Regions from separate parts of the Zea mays genome. Here all the other regions are linked to region 3. A link is a contact called in public Hi-C data. All regions are on one chromosome and are shown on one strand. The core of a region is the stretch at or near the end of the contact, and the rest is flanking DNA. Distances in the headings are between cores, read along the strand shown. Region 1 holds the start of LOC100191345. Region 2 holds the start of LOC100272801 (putative cytochrome P450 superfamily protein). Region 3 holds the start of LOC103637069 (mucin-1).

Region 1 (3,954 bases), core at 610-3,109, 200 kb after region 3:
TGAAGATAGATTTTGTAATTTTCCAAAACTTCACCAATCATTTCGTTCAAAGGAAACCTCAACCCCGGTCTGAAGAAACTCCTGAAAACTACCACCTCATCATTTTCCAGTGTCGGAGTGGTTTCTTCCCTACCAAAACGAATCAGCTTCTCCGAAGTAGCCTAGCTTTATCATCATAGGCATATCAGCCTCAGAAACGGTAGATTTTCCAAATTCCAAGTGACTGGGTTTGGCTGGCATGAGAGTATTATAATCTTCCTCTTCTTCATCAAAAACATCTTCTTCAATGTCAACATATTCAGCTTCGGCAGCAGGTGCACCTTCGTCAGCAGCTACCTCTGTCACAACCATTCCCGATTGTTTCATCACTTCAGAGATCGGGGCAGTCTATGTGGCTTCGGCCTTCTCTCCGTCACGAGTCACCCTAGCAGTTGAACGAACTCTGGCCATCAGGTGCTGAATTCCTTGCAGTTCTTACGAATGTTGATGATTTTTATGGTTGTGACGAAGCTCTCTCTTATGACGAAGCTAGATCAAAACGATGCTTTCCTTGAGAATGCAATGAGAAAGCTTCGGCTATGGTTAAATTTTTCAGCAGCACAACAGTACAATGACAATGAATGCTGTGGTAACTTCACACATACCCGTCTGTTTATATAGTGCTGCAGGTGTGAAGGTGAATCGTCAAGTCGCCCGTACCCGCTCAACAGTCACTCGCACTCACTGAACGGTGGACCACGGTGCGTGCGAGATGAATCGGCAGATCGTGCATACCCGCTGCATGGTGGGACCACCCCGCGCTCAGATTATTTTAATCGTTTCTCGGTAACGAGCTCAGGGAAGGTGTTTTTCAGACCTTCGGCATTCCGAAGCCTAGGACAATTTTTCACGGATCAAGCTCGTTACGAAAAACGATCTAGCACCACGAAGGGCTACTGTTGGGGGTCTGCTTCGTAGCCGAAGGTCCTGTAAGAAGAAACACCTTCGGAAGATCAGCACGGAAATAACGCCGAAGCTACCTTACAGGGAACTTCGGCATAACGACATGTCTAAGACGAAGGGTTGCACCGACTTAAAGATGAAAAGACAGATTGACTCATGATAGTTTGTGTCATGATTGTAATCTTTTTGTAAAGGGTATAAATGTAATTTCACACAGGCTGCGCCCTGTGCCTATAAATAGATAACACTACCCCCGTACTGTAGACGCTGATTTGTACTCGCTCGTGCATCACACTTGTTCTTTCTCCTTCTGTTAAGCCGAAGGTACAAATGTAATTTTATATTATTTCTATTTATCCATGACAATATAATAAAAGATGAGTTAGTAATATTATATGATTATTCATATTGTTTCTTATATTTTACATGCTTCTTCTTTCATTATCATATACTGAGAAGGTATGTCTTTCATGACCTTCGTGTGAAGATCATTATATGCTAAGGGAAATAGTGCTTCAAAGGACGAAGAGCTTTTACCTTTAACATTTTGTATTGCCTTAATCTTAATTCATAGCATTTAAGAACAAGTCCCCAACAATTACGATACTTATTGATTATAAAAAGAATAAGCATATTGGAGATAAAAACCCGCGGGTAACCCGTGTGTACCCGCAAACCCAATGGGTTTGAGTTTGGGTAAAATTTCAAAATCGTCACATGTATAGGTTTTTTAATGAGTGAGGTTTGGGATAGCAAAATTCGGCGGGTTTGTACCCGTTGTCATCTCTACCCGAACCGAACCGTATAAAGACGGTCACGCACTGTATAAAGACGGTCGGATTGGACTCGTACCGGATTAAAAAACGTGCTTCAGCTGGGCTTTCGGGGTTACATCAATATTTCTCTTCCTCCACTTCCCATCCTGTTCGTGACTCGTGATTTCGCCGCCGGAAAGCCGAGGGAGAGGGAGCGAGATGGGGTTCGTCGGCGACACGATGGAGTCAATCCGCTCCATGCAGATCCGCCAATTGCTCACGCAGATCATCAGCCTCGGTGACGCTCTCTGCCGCACCCTCCTCTTCTTTCCCCCCTGCTTGTTTTTTTTTTCTCCTCGAGATCTTTGTAGTGCGTTTGGAGCCCTATAATTCTTGGGTTTGTGGTGAGGCCTTTGCCATGCGAGTCTACTACGATTTTAATTAGCGGGACAAGTCTTTTTTCCATTTCCAGTGGTTTTTGCCGTAAGATCGGTGGAGACTGCTCCTGATTCTTCATCTGGTTCTATGATCTGAACTCTTTAGCTACCCCCCTTAAGAATCATAAAAATGCGTAGATGAGAACAGTAGTCGAATTGGGTGTGACAGCTTTAGAGAACTGGATTTTGTTTTTTTTTCTTCTTCTCCTCTTTTATTATCTGGAGCGTTTATAATGATGCTTATGCACTGAAGAAGTGATTAAGTTTCTTGTGGGTTACTCTAGACTCCAGTTGTCGCTAATAGCAATTCAGGTTTGTACACTGGGACTTTCCTGCGGTTTGATATTTGACTGTTAATTTGCAACATGAGTCTCATGAGGAGGGTTTTAACTTTCGAATTTTTCTCTTTGCAGGTATGATTGTTACCTCTGCATTAATCATATGGAAGGGGTTGATAGTTTTCACAGGGAGCGAGTCACCAGTTGTAGTGGTTCTCTCTGGTAGCATGGAACCTGGATTTAAAAGGGTTTGTTTACTCCCTACATTGCTACATGCAAATTACCTTTGATGTTGTATGCTTTTTTATGATATTTATACGTTTGATGTTGACATCATCAACTGTTTAGCACAAAGGAACATTTCCATTTTTTATATGAATGCTTCTCACTTTGCTTTAAGTTTGTATACGTCGAATGTCAGCATAGTTTCATTGTTCTTATTACCAGATTTTTCCTTTTAAGTTAGTATACTTTACAAAAATATCACATTCCTGTCCCAGTTGTCACAAAATAACCACTTCTAGTGCCGATTTCATAAAACTACCAAAACTTTGGGTTCCCTTCTCACAAACTTGCAACATTGTGCCCTGAGAACCTGGACCCACTTGCCAGCATCACATAGTGCAGAAAAAAAGAATGGCCCCAATCTGTTGCAATATATGATGCTGTCCAGTGGGCTCAGGTGCTCAAAACATTTTTGGGGCAATACACTGTTCACAGAGTAAAGTTTGAAATAAGGAACGATATAGGGGATAGGCTAGGTAAGCTGCTGGAGATAGCCTTATAAGGGTACCTTAAGTGTTATAGTTTTGTGAAATGGGCACCAGAAATGGTAGCTTTTTGATGATTATGAGAACAATGTAGTAATTTTATGAAATTAACATTTTAAGATTTGTACCGTAACTTGTTGATAATCTTCTATGGTATGGTACATTTTATCTACTACCTCTATCCACAAAAGAATGCAATTCTAGGTGCATTCTTGGTTGACATCAATGTTTTTGAGTCAAGAAGTCGAGCCGAATTGTGCAGCTACTGACTAGTAGACGTCGAGACTAGGACAGACTAGTCGTGACTCGTCGAACATAAGTCGGTGATTGTATTTTTATAACTTTCTATATATGCTAAGACTAAAAACATGCTGGAACACTAAAAAACACCTTGTTTAGTATATTTTCATCCATCTTCTTCTACAATATATCATTAAATATTAAATATTAAATATAGTTGTGTAGGAAGTCTTCTATTGTTCTCTCTAGTTTCAAAGAACTTGTTTGGATTAAAAAACAAAGTTGCTCTATACAGATTGGTATGGTATTCATCTGACCGTCCCACCTCTTATCAACAATAGAAATTACTTCATCTGCTTGCCAAAATGCAACAGAGTGACAAACAACACGTGCATTCCTTACTTTAGTGTTCTTCAATTTGCTCTCACACCATTCATTACTAACAAAGAGAGCTTTCAACCCTTGTCTTTGTTTCGACATCTTAGCCAATGTAAGCAAGGATGTTGCAAACATAGTAGTCACATGACTCACA
Region 2 (4,118 bases), core at 766-3,265, 140 kb before region 3:
ATGATAAGTCTCACTTGGTTCTTCAGACATAGCATACTCTGTTTCCGTTTCATTGCACTGAGCAGTGACGATTATCGATACCTGCGACGTTGATGTTCTCGACGATGTAGAGGACGTTGTCGTGGTTGATCTCGCCCTTCCTCTCGGCCTCGAGGATGTGATCCATGGCGCACCGGATCTCACCAGTCTGAGCCATCACCTTCCTGTGAGTACGCAACGCATCCATGTTAGTTTTGTCTTCCCAACCCAATGAATTGAAACCAAGTCAACAACCGAATGAATTTTGTAAAGTATATGTTGCATGCCCCCTCGTGGTCGTGCGGTGGGCACGCACGCACGAATGGTTGGTTCATGGAACCACCGCACTCTCTGCCTAGTAGGTGACAAATAAACTAGTCTTCTACTACATTATTGGCATGCGTGTCATGCTGATGTCCTTCCAGCTATCATGAAGCAGCAGAGCGTGGTATATCTCCGTCGCTCTCGGTGTGTCGTTGCCCCGACCTTAAGCTTTCGGCCTTGCGCGGAAAGCAAAGCAACGCAAATCAAGCGAGTCCCTTTTTCTTTTTCCTTCGTGGGCTGATCATCTGTCACCGGAAGCCACGAGATGAGTAGTGCCGCTCACCTATCCTTCTTTGATCTGTTAACCTGTTGTGGACAACTACAAGTTGTTGTTTAGGAGTAGTAGGTACTAGTACTCCCTAACCCGTGCGGTGGGTCTTTTAGTTACGTGTCAAACATGACTGGAGCCAGCCATGCATCACAAAAGTCGTCCGATCTCGCCAAAATTCAATGACTAGCAAAATAAAATAAAATATGGACTTGGCTGTTGATTCGTCCTTGTCCACTGGCAGATGGCATTGATTTGTCCACCGGTAGATGGCATCGGTTGCAGCATGTGCGCAGCCACCACCACAGAGGCACAGATGCAATGCATGCAACTGTCTTCCGCCCAGCTCCAGCCTCCAGCTCATACCTCACCCGCCGACGATGCAACTTGCAACTCCACCCGCCGTCAACCAACCACCAGCCCAGGTGGCCAGCTCAAAAGAAAAAGGAAAGGAAAGAAAATGGAATATGGCAGACTTACTTGCGCTCCTGTACGAAGTTGTCCTCGAAGACCTTCATGCGGCGCGTCTTGAGGTCGTGGCAGCGGTTGAGGTAGCCGCGGAGGAAGGGGCGGAGCACGGGGATGAAGTCGCCGTAGTTGTACTCGAAGCTCTGCGACAGGCGGCTGCGCTCCGCGTTGAGCGCCTTGAGCTTGTTGAAGAGCGGGTCGTGCTCGCTGTCGAACCGGCGGTCGAACATGATGCGGAACATGTCGTTGTACATCATCAGCTGGAGGCGGCGGCGGAGCACGACGCCGCCGGCCGCGGCCTCGGGGTCCTTCCTCACGTCCTCCACCACCAGCCGGGCCTCCTCCTCCCACCCGGCGCGGTTCTGGGCCACCACCTTGTTGGTGAAGAAGGGGACGGTCATGATGCGCCGCATCTTGCGCCAGTGGTCGCCGTACACCGTGAACACCATGTCCTGCCCCTTGCCCGTGAAGATGTCGAACACCACGTTGCGGGTGCGGGAGCCGAACTCCACGCCCTGCGTGTGGAGCACCTCCTTGGCCAGCTCCGGGGTCGACACCACCACCAGGTTGCGCACGCCCATGCGCAGCAGGAAGATGTCGCCGAACCGCTTCGCCATGGCCATCAGGTTGCGGTGGTTCAGGTCGTCGCCCACCTGCAGCCAGTTTCCCACCACGGGGGCGCCCGGGGGCCCCGGTGGGAGGCGGTACCGCTTGCCGGTCAGCTTGGCCACGGCGATGGCCACCACAGCCGCGGCGAACAGGCCCAGCAGGGCCTTCTCTAGGAGGGCGAGGTCCATGCTGTGCTGCCTGCCGGTCCGGCCGGGGTAGGTGGGGTGTGTGGTTTGTTCGTGGAGGCGATGGAACAGGCAAGGAGGAATGCCGGGGATTTTATAGCGTTTTTTTGGGAGAGAGCGCCGAGACGGGTCCAATTTGAGTACACGAATTTGTTTGGTTTGCCATTGCGGGGGTTGGTATGGTTTTGGTGCTGCGGGCGGGCCCCACAAAAAAGTTTCCAAAATGTGTGGCTCTTCTTTTTGTTTTTGTTTTTGGAACGGGATCAAACACTACTATTGCTATTTGCTGGCAGCGGAAGGCCCAAAGGGGATTCATGGATCACCGCTGAGACTGCAGTCGGTGAAGTTGCAGCTCCGCTAACCCGTCTTTTCCATGGAAAAGTTTACTGTTACTAATTACGAAACGCAGCCAAGTCCTTACAAAAATGCTTCAGCTAATTCACAGAACAAAATTAGAGAATGTGCAGATAAGTGGACTGTGATGGGTTCTTATAGTTAGGGGTGGTAATGACTCTAAATTTTACACTAAAAATTTTAAGTGTCAGATCGATTAAGATTGGACTCTAATTCTATTCAATTTTGAACTAATATTAATTAAAGGCACAAATAAATTACGAAAAACATTTGGATCGTGATCCATTACCACTCTTATTTATAGTAAACAAGGATAGGCAAGATATATAGTTGTAGTTTTGAAAATGTAAACTGGCCAAAGTTTGTCTTTACCTCCCATTCTACATATACCATCTTGGAGCCTCTCACTAAATCTAATAAATTGATGAAAGATGTCCATCCTTGCTAGGCCAATTAGAAGTTCCTACACATGTAATTAAACTTAAGAAGCCCGTCTTACCGGTAGATTTAAGTTCATAGATGAAGACAAATGAATTCTAGCTTTTTCATAGATAGTCTGAGTAAGAGCTACTATAGTCTCCACAGTTGACCTTCTTTATATAGAATCCATAATGAGAGGACTCTCAGACTTGCTATGTAGTAGGGGCTCCATATTGTCACACCCGGTTTTGAAGGTAAACCGAATGCGAACCATGTACGTGCCAGGATCAGTAATTCACGTACACAGCGATTACATAAATGACTCATCATAGCACAATGCTTCGAATTACAATAAAGAGTAAGTAATAATATTACAAACTAGAGTCATTTACATAATATAAATCAAAGTACACAGAATCGAAACGTAGCCAACGTAAACAACCCACCACAGGCAGCTGACTGGGGGAGGTCGCTAGCCTAATCCTCGAACTCGTCGACGTCCTAGAACTCCTGGAGATCCGCCTCGACGCCTTGTTTACCTGAGCATAGATTGCACCAAAGGCAACCTGGTGTTTTGTGAAAGCAAGGGTGAGTACACATCAACGTACTCAGCAAATGTCCCGTTTGGCTGTAGTGGACTAGCTTTATGTGGGGTTAAGTCAAGCAGTTGCTTTTAGTTGGTCAGGTTATTATTACTAGTAGAAAGCCAGGTTTTAGCATTAACCCAAGTTCTTAACCCAAAGTACCCTTTCCAAATGGAAAGAATACCACTTACCATTACCATAAGCATGATCATAATCGTCCTCATCATCATCTGTAAACCAACCATCTCTGATCGAAGTATCTAATCAATGGAGCTCCCTTGGCCGCTCATAACCGCGAGCACGGCTGATATATCAGTTTCATAACACTCTGCAGAGGTCGCACACTTTACCCATGAGCCGTGATTCCCGTTTTGCCCGGGGATCATGACTCCCCATTGATCACTTCCTAGGTGGTCCGGCAGGGTATCACTACGTAGCCTTTACAAAGATTCCCTAGAGGTCATAGCCGCCCGTTAGGTTTCTCCAGTTTGATAAACACAGTACCTCTCCCCGCAGGAGGGTGACTAACAAAAGCAAAACAAAAAAACCTCGGCACTCAGCCTCGGCAGAGCAAGCACTGTGCCTGGACCCCATTGACGGCACGACGACGAAGCAACTACACCTCTAGTTCCTCTAATTAATTAGCTAAGGGCATCCCATTTCACCCTCATGGTTGCACTGTTTTCCCGGGCGGTCATCCAACGAACAGGTCCTTACGGAGAGACACTCGAGAAACCGCGAGAGCCCCCTTGAATGACACAAGTATAACATCATAATAAAGAAGGGAAACCGCGTATCATTGATAAATCTCATCATGTTCATTGATTAGAGTTGAGCAATAGCATAAAGCTAAACAATAATAACCCAAAAGGTAATCAAGGGCAAGGT
Region 3 (4,223 bases), core at 831-3,330:
TGTCGTAGCTGTACCACCAGGGCGTGGAGGTCGACGCGCTGGTGCGGGTCGAGGTGCGTGCGTTGCGTCACAGTAAATCCTTTGTTCGTCGACGGACACGGTGTCTCTGAGAGTTTTTTTGGAACGGAGGTATCCCATGTCTAGGCTTCGTAAAATTATTATCCCGAACCAAGCAATTGCATTTCTAGTATTATAACACCCACAACTTTGGTATTTTGTGCTTCTCGCCAGATTTAACCACTGTCGAGCATCATCAGCCATAACCGGAGCTCAGTAACGAAGGAGGTGGCCCTATGATCGCCTACCCCGTTTTTCAAAACGACCCGAGTCCTTCTCTGCCGCCCGATCCGATGCGCTGGATCGCCGACGACCGGCTCCCTGTCCGGTAGCTTCTTGCCGATTTCCGGCACTGGTGCGTCGCCGGAGATGGGAAGTACCGCTTGCTCACCTACCTGGATCTCAGTCGAAATAACCATTAATAGCCGAATACTCAACTACCTGAACCTGTCCCGGAACCACCTTGGTGGAGAAATATCGGCAACCATTGCTGCAATGCAGAGCCTTACGGCCATAGACTTCTCCTACAATAACCTGTCTGGGCTCGTGCTAGCGACTGGGCCATGATGCACACACCTACGATGGCATGTCCAATACCTTCAAGTTGCTAATTGTCCTTGGCTTGCTTGTCTGCTCCATTGCGTTTGTTGCATGGCAATCTTGAAGGCCCGATTACTAAAGAAGGCCAGCGAGGCACACAGTTGGAGACTCACTGCGTTCCAGCGCCTAGACAGTCTGAAGGAGGAGAGGAGCTAGGATTGTGTACAAGATGACGACAATGCTGGATGGTGAGCATGTTGCAGACTTGCAGTGAAGCGGCTTTCGTCGATGAGCCGTGGCTCGTCGCATGACCATGGGTTCTCTGCAGAGAAACAAACTCTTGGGAGGATCCGGTGGTAGCGCATCTTCACGCCCGACCAGTGCTCACGGCTGTGCTGCCGCTCTACGTTGCCATGATGCTGGACCGTGAGCCAGCCGTGGGCCGCGCGACGGAGGCTCGGCTCCGCGCCGCGGAGGCAGAGCTGGAGCGCGCCCGCCGCCGCGGCGCGGATCTGGAGGAGCGGCTCCGGCAGCTGGCCGGGGAGGGCCAGGCGTGGCTGGGCGTCGCCAGGAGCCACGAGGCCGTCGCCGCTGGCCTCCGCGCCACGCTCGACAAGGTGCTCCAGCAGCCCGCCGTCGCCGCTGCCGGCGGAGGAGAATGCGGCGTGGCGGAGGACGCGCAGTCCTGCTGCTTCGTGGCATCCCCGTCGGGGCTCGTCGCCGGCGACGCGGTGTCGACGGGTTCGTCGCCGTCGTGCAAGGCCTGCGGCGTCGTTTTGCTCATCATCATCGCATGCGGAAGCGACGGCCGCGAGGTGGGCCTGCTCGAGCGCTCCCATGGCGGTAGATGCACCCATCTCAGAAACGAGATTAGATCTCGATTGATCCCTTGGCGACTTCGCGAGCCAGTCAGCAGCTTGGGGAGGAGAGAGAGAGTGCGTACAGGAGAGATGGGGGAGAGGAGATGGATCCCTGGCATCACGAACGCGCGCAGCGTGGGGGGAGCAGGGACGGGGAGGGGGCTAGGGGATGGGGGGTTGCAGATCCCCGGTATCACGGACGCGCGCAGCGTGGGGGAGCAGGGGCGGGGGCTGGACGACAGCTATTGCGCAGGGGTTTGCGGCGTGCTGCCGTGCGGTGCGGGAGGCCGTTGCTGGACGGGAGCGGGGGCAGTCTACAAATGGCTCTTAATAGTTGTAATGAAGCTGAGCATTGCATTTAATATGTTGGTCAAAATTTTATTAACAGTTACTAAGTATAGGTGTATACCATCCAATAAAATAAGAGATCACAATTATAATAAATCCCACAATGCAATGCATATGACAAATTAAATTTAATTCCATAAGTTACACATGTGAGTGTCCAAGATGTTCTTGACCGTGAGCACGACTGATATTCTAGTTTTGTACTCTGTAGAGGTTCACATCTTTACCCACAAGATGTGCTACCCATTTTCCAAGGGGCCTACAATTCCCATTCATCTCTACCGAGGAGACGAGGCAGAGTAGCACTACGAGGCCTTTCCAAAGTTACACTAGTTCGAGAAAACCCGCTACGGATTTAAGAAGAAGGAAGCATAGGAGTTCCTCGTTTGAAAAGCTTTACAAACAGTCCAACCCGAGGTCCTCCCTATACTCTATACTGACCCGCTCCTCGCTTGTCCCTTTTGGGTAAGGTAGTCTCTCCCTAGATTTTCTAATTACTTGGCCTAGGATGTCCTATTCCACCCTTGTGGTAGCACTGTTTTCCCAATTGGTTCTCCATGTTCTAGTTAACACAATAATCTTATCATGAATAGTAAATAATCCAGCAATAATGATAAAGTATGATCATGTTTCATTTAGCATTACTTCCCAAAACCAGGTACAACATAGCTAAACTACCAAATAATTCATTTACAAGCAAGGTGTGAGGTAAACAAAACTAGGGCAACCTATTAGGTCCCATCAAATTAACCTGAGCATGTCACAATAATTATAGAGAACATTGTTAGGTAAAGAAGAGTGGTCAAGGGCACAACTTGCCTTCTGCGAGCTTCTGCTCAGAATCTTCAACCTGATGTGCTCTGGGCTCCTCGGTCACTTGCTCGTCTACTCAAAATAGTAAAAAACATTGCATAGGAGAAATTAACATCACACCAAATATGAGAACACACTGCATAATAATGTTCTACGCGTTGCAACGAGATCGTAGATTCGAGAACCACTAAAATCGGAGTTACGGTTAAAAAGATATGTTTTTCCGTAGTTCTTAGGTGATTAAATGATAAAGATATATTCTATTAATATAAACCATATGAGCCATACAATCTAAAAAAATAACTAATTCAACTTTAATTATAACATGATTAAAGATCATATTTTAGTCAAATTATAGATGGATCAAGTTAATCATATTGACTGTGACTAGAAAAGTAAGTCCAATAAACATTGGGTTAACCAAATATTTAGTTATCTTTGAACACACTAAACAAATTTTGTTAATGTGTAGACAACTTTAATACGAAGCTAACACGACTAGAACGGTGGAAATTGAGGTTAAAACAGAGAAGTTATGCAATAAACAAGTTTTAGGTTGTTTTATTATAATTAATATACCTAAAATTCAATTCCCATGTTTGTTTAAATGAGATCAGGGCTGCGGTTTCTAATACCCGAGAGCTCAGGGTTCTGTTAACCAGATCTAGGACCAGTTTGTTATGGTTCTTAGAGGTAGAAGGCCTGCGTGTTGTTTCTACGAAAACCGAGGGACTCATTAGCGAATATAACACGACAGTATATACATGCGCGCTTTTATGGCTGTCAAATCAAGATTCGAGGATCCCTATATTTTACCCGAACATGTACGTGAAGGAGGTCACTGGATCTGAGATCCATGGCCCAGATTTAATCTTGAACCGCTATGTGACTGCGACCATAGGATCATAGATCAATGGCCCCAATTTTATTACACCCTCTCATCCGCCCATTCACAGATCAACGCTCAGGATTTATCGAGCCAAACAGGTAACAGTGCTCTAATCATGACCGTCGAACTCGAGATTGACGATCCCCACATCTCCTCCTCCTTACCGATGCTGTGCACAGGCGGCGGTGTTCTCAGCCCACGGCGGCGCCATCACCGGAAATCCCAACCTACACACTAGAGCTCTAAACTTCGATCCCAACGACGCTACACATAGAGGGGAAGTAAGCGAACTCGTATGAGAAATCTCACCAGGAACCGAGGCGTGATGTTCTCTACCCACGATGAGACGCGGCTCTGCGGTGGTGACGGCACTCCAACGACGAATCACGGTATCTTCGTCCACCAGACATGCACAGCAAGGGGTCAATTGCTTGAGCGTGACCTGATGAATCACCAGGACCAATTCCCCGAGGCTGAAAGCTAATGCAAAGGATTTCCAGGTGCGACGGCTTTCCCTATTATCCTCCTCCTCGCCATGATGGTGCTCCTAGGCGTGATTTATTTGTGATGCCGATGGGATGTAGGAGGGTCGTGGGACCCTATTTTTATAGCCTGGAGACCGGGGCGCACAACCGGTTTTGACCCTGAGTTTCCCGGCGGCCGTTGCAGCATCCCAGGTGTATGATTTCTGTTCAGGTTCAGTAAGGTGAGCGAAG

The links. Hi-C and Micro-C count contacts between places; a contact is called where the count stands out from the background.
Region 1: a contact with region 3 is called in a Hi-C map of tassel, with 4 times the contacts expected there. The contact joins the promoter of LOC100191345 here to the promoter of LOC103637069 in region 3. A contact is called at or near these places in 6 of 25 Hi-C or Micro-C datasets (bundle sheath, ear, endosperm and 3 more).
Region 2: a contact with region 3 is called in a Hi-C map of endosperm, with 4 times the contacts expected there. The contact joins the promoter of LOC100272801 here to the promoter of LOC103637069 in region 3. A contact is called at or near these places in 2 of 25 Hi-C or Micro-C datasets (endosperm and leaf).

Annotation. Positions count from the first base shown.
Region 1 is chr8:85,846,607-85,850,560 of Zm-B73-REFERENCE-NAM-5.0, forward strand. LOC100191345 reads left to right here and starts at 1,860. Exons shown (of 8, transcript NM_001136779.1): 1 at 1,860-1,995; 2 at 2,548-2,660. The coding sequence starts at 1,917.
Region 2 is chr8:85,499,885-85,504,002 of Zm-B73-REFERENCE-NAM-5.0, forward strand. It overlaps LOC100272801 (putative cytochrome P450 superfamily protein), which reads right to left and starts at 2,016. Exons shown (of 3, transcript NM_001147254.1): 1 at 1,091-2,016; 2 at 82-203. The coding sequence starts at 1,875.
Region 3 is chr8:85,642,193-85,646,415 of Zm-B73-REFERENCE-NAM-5.0, forward strand. LOC103637069 (mucin-1) reads right to left here and starts at 2,081. Exons shown (of 2, transcript XM_020543034.1): 1 at 2,010-2,081; 2 at 1-1,699. The coding sequence starts at 2,081. The coding sequence ends at 1,001.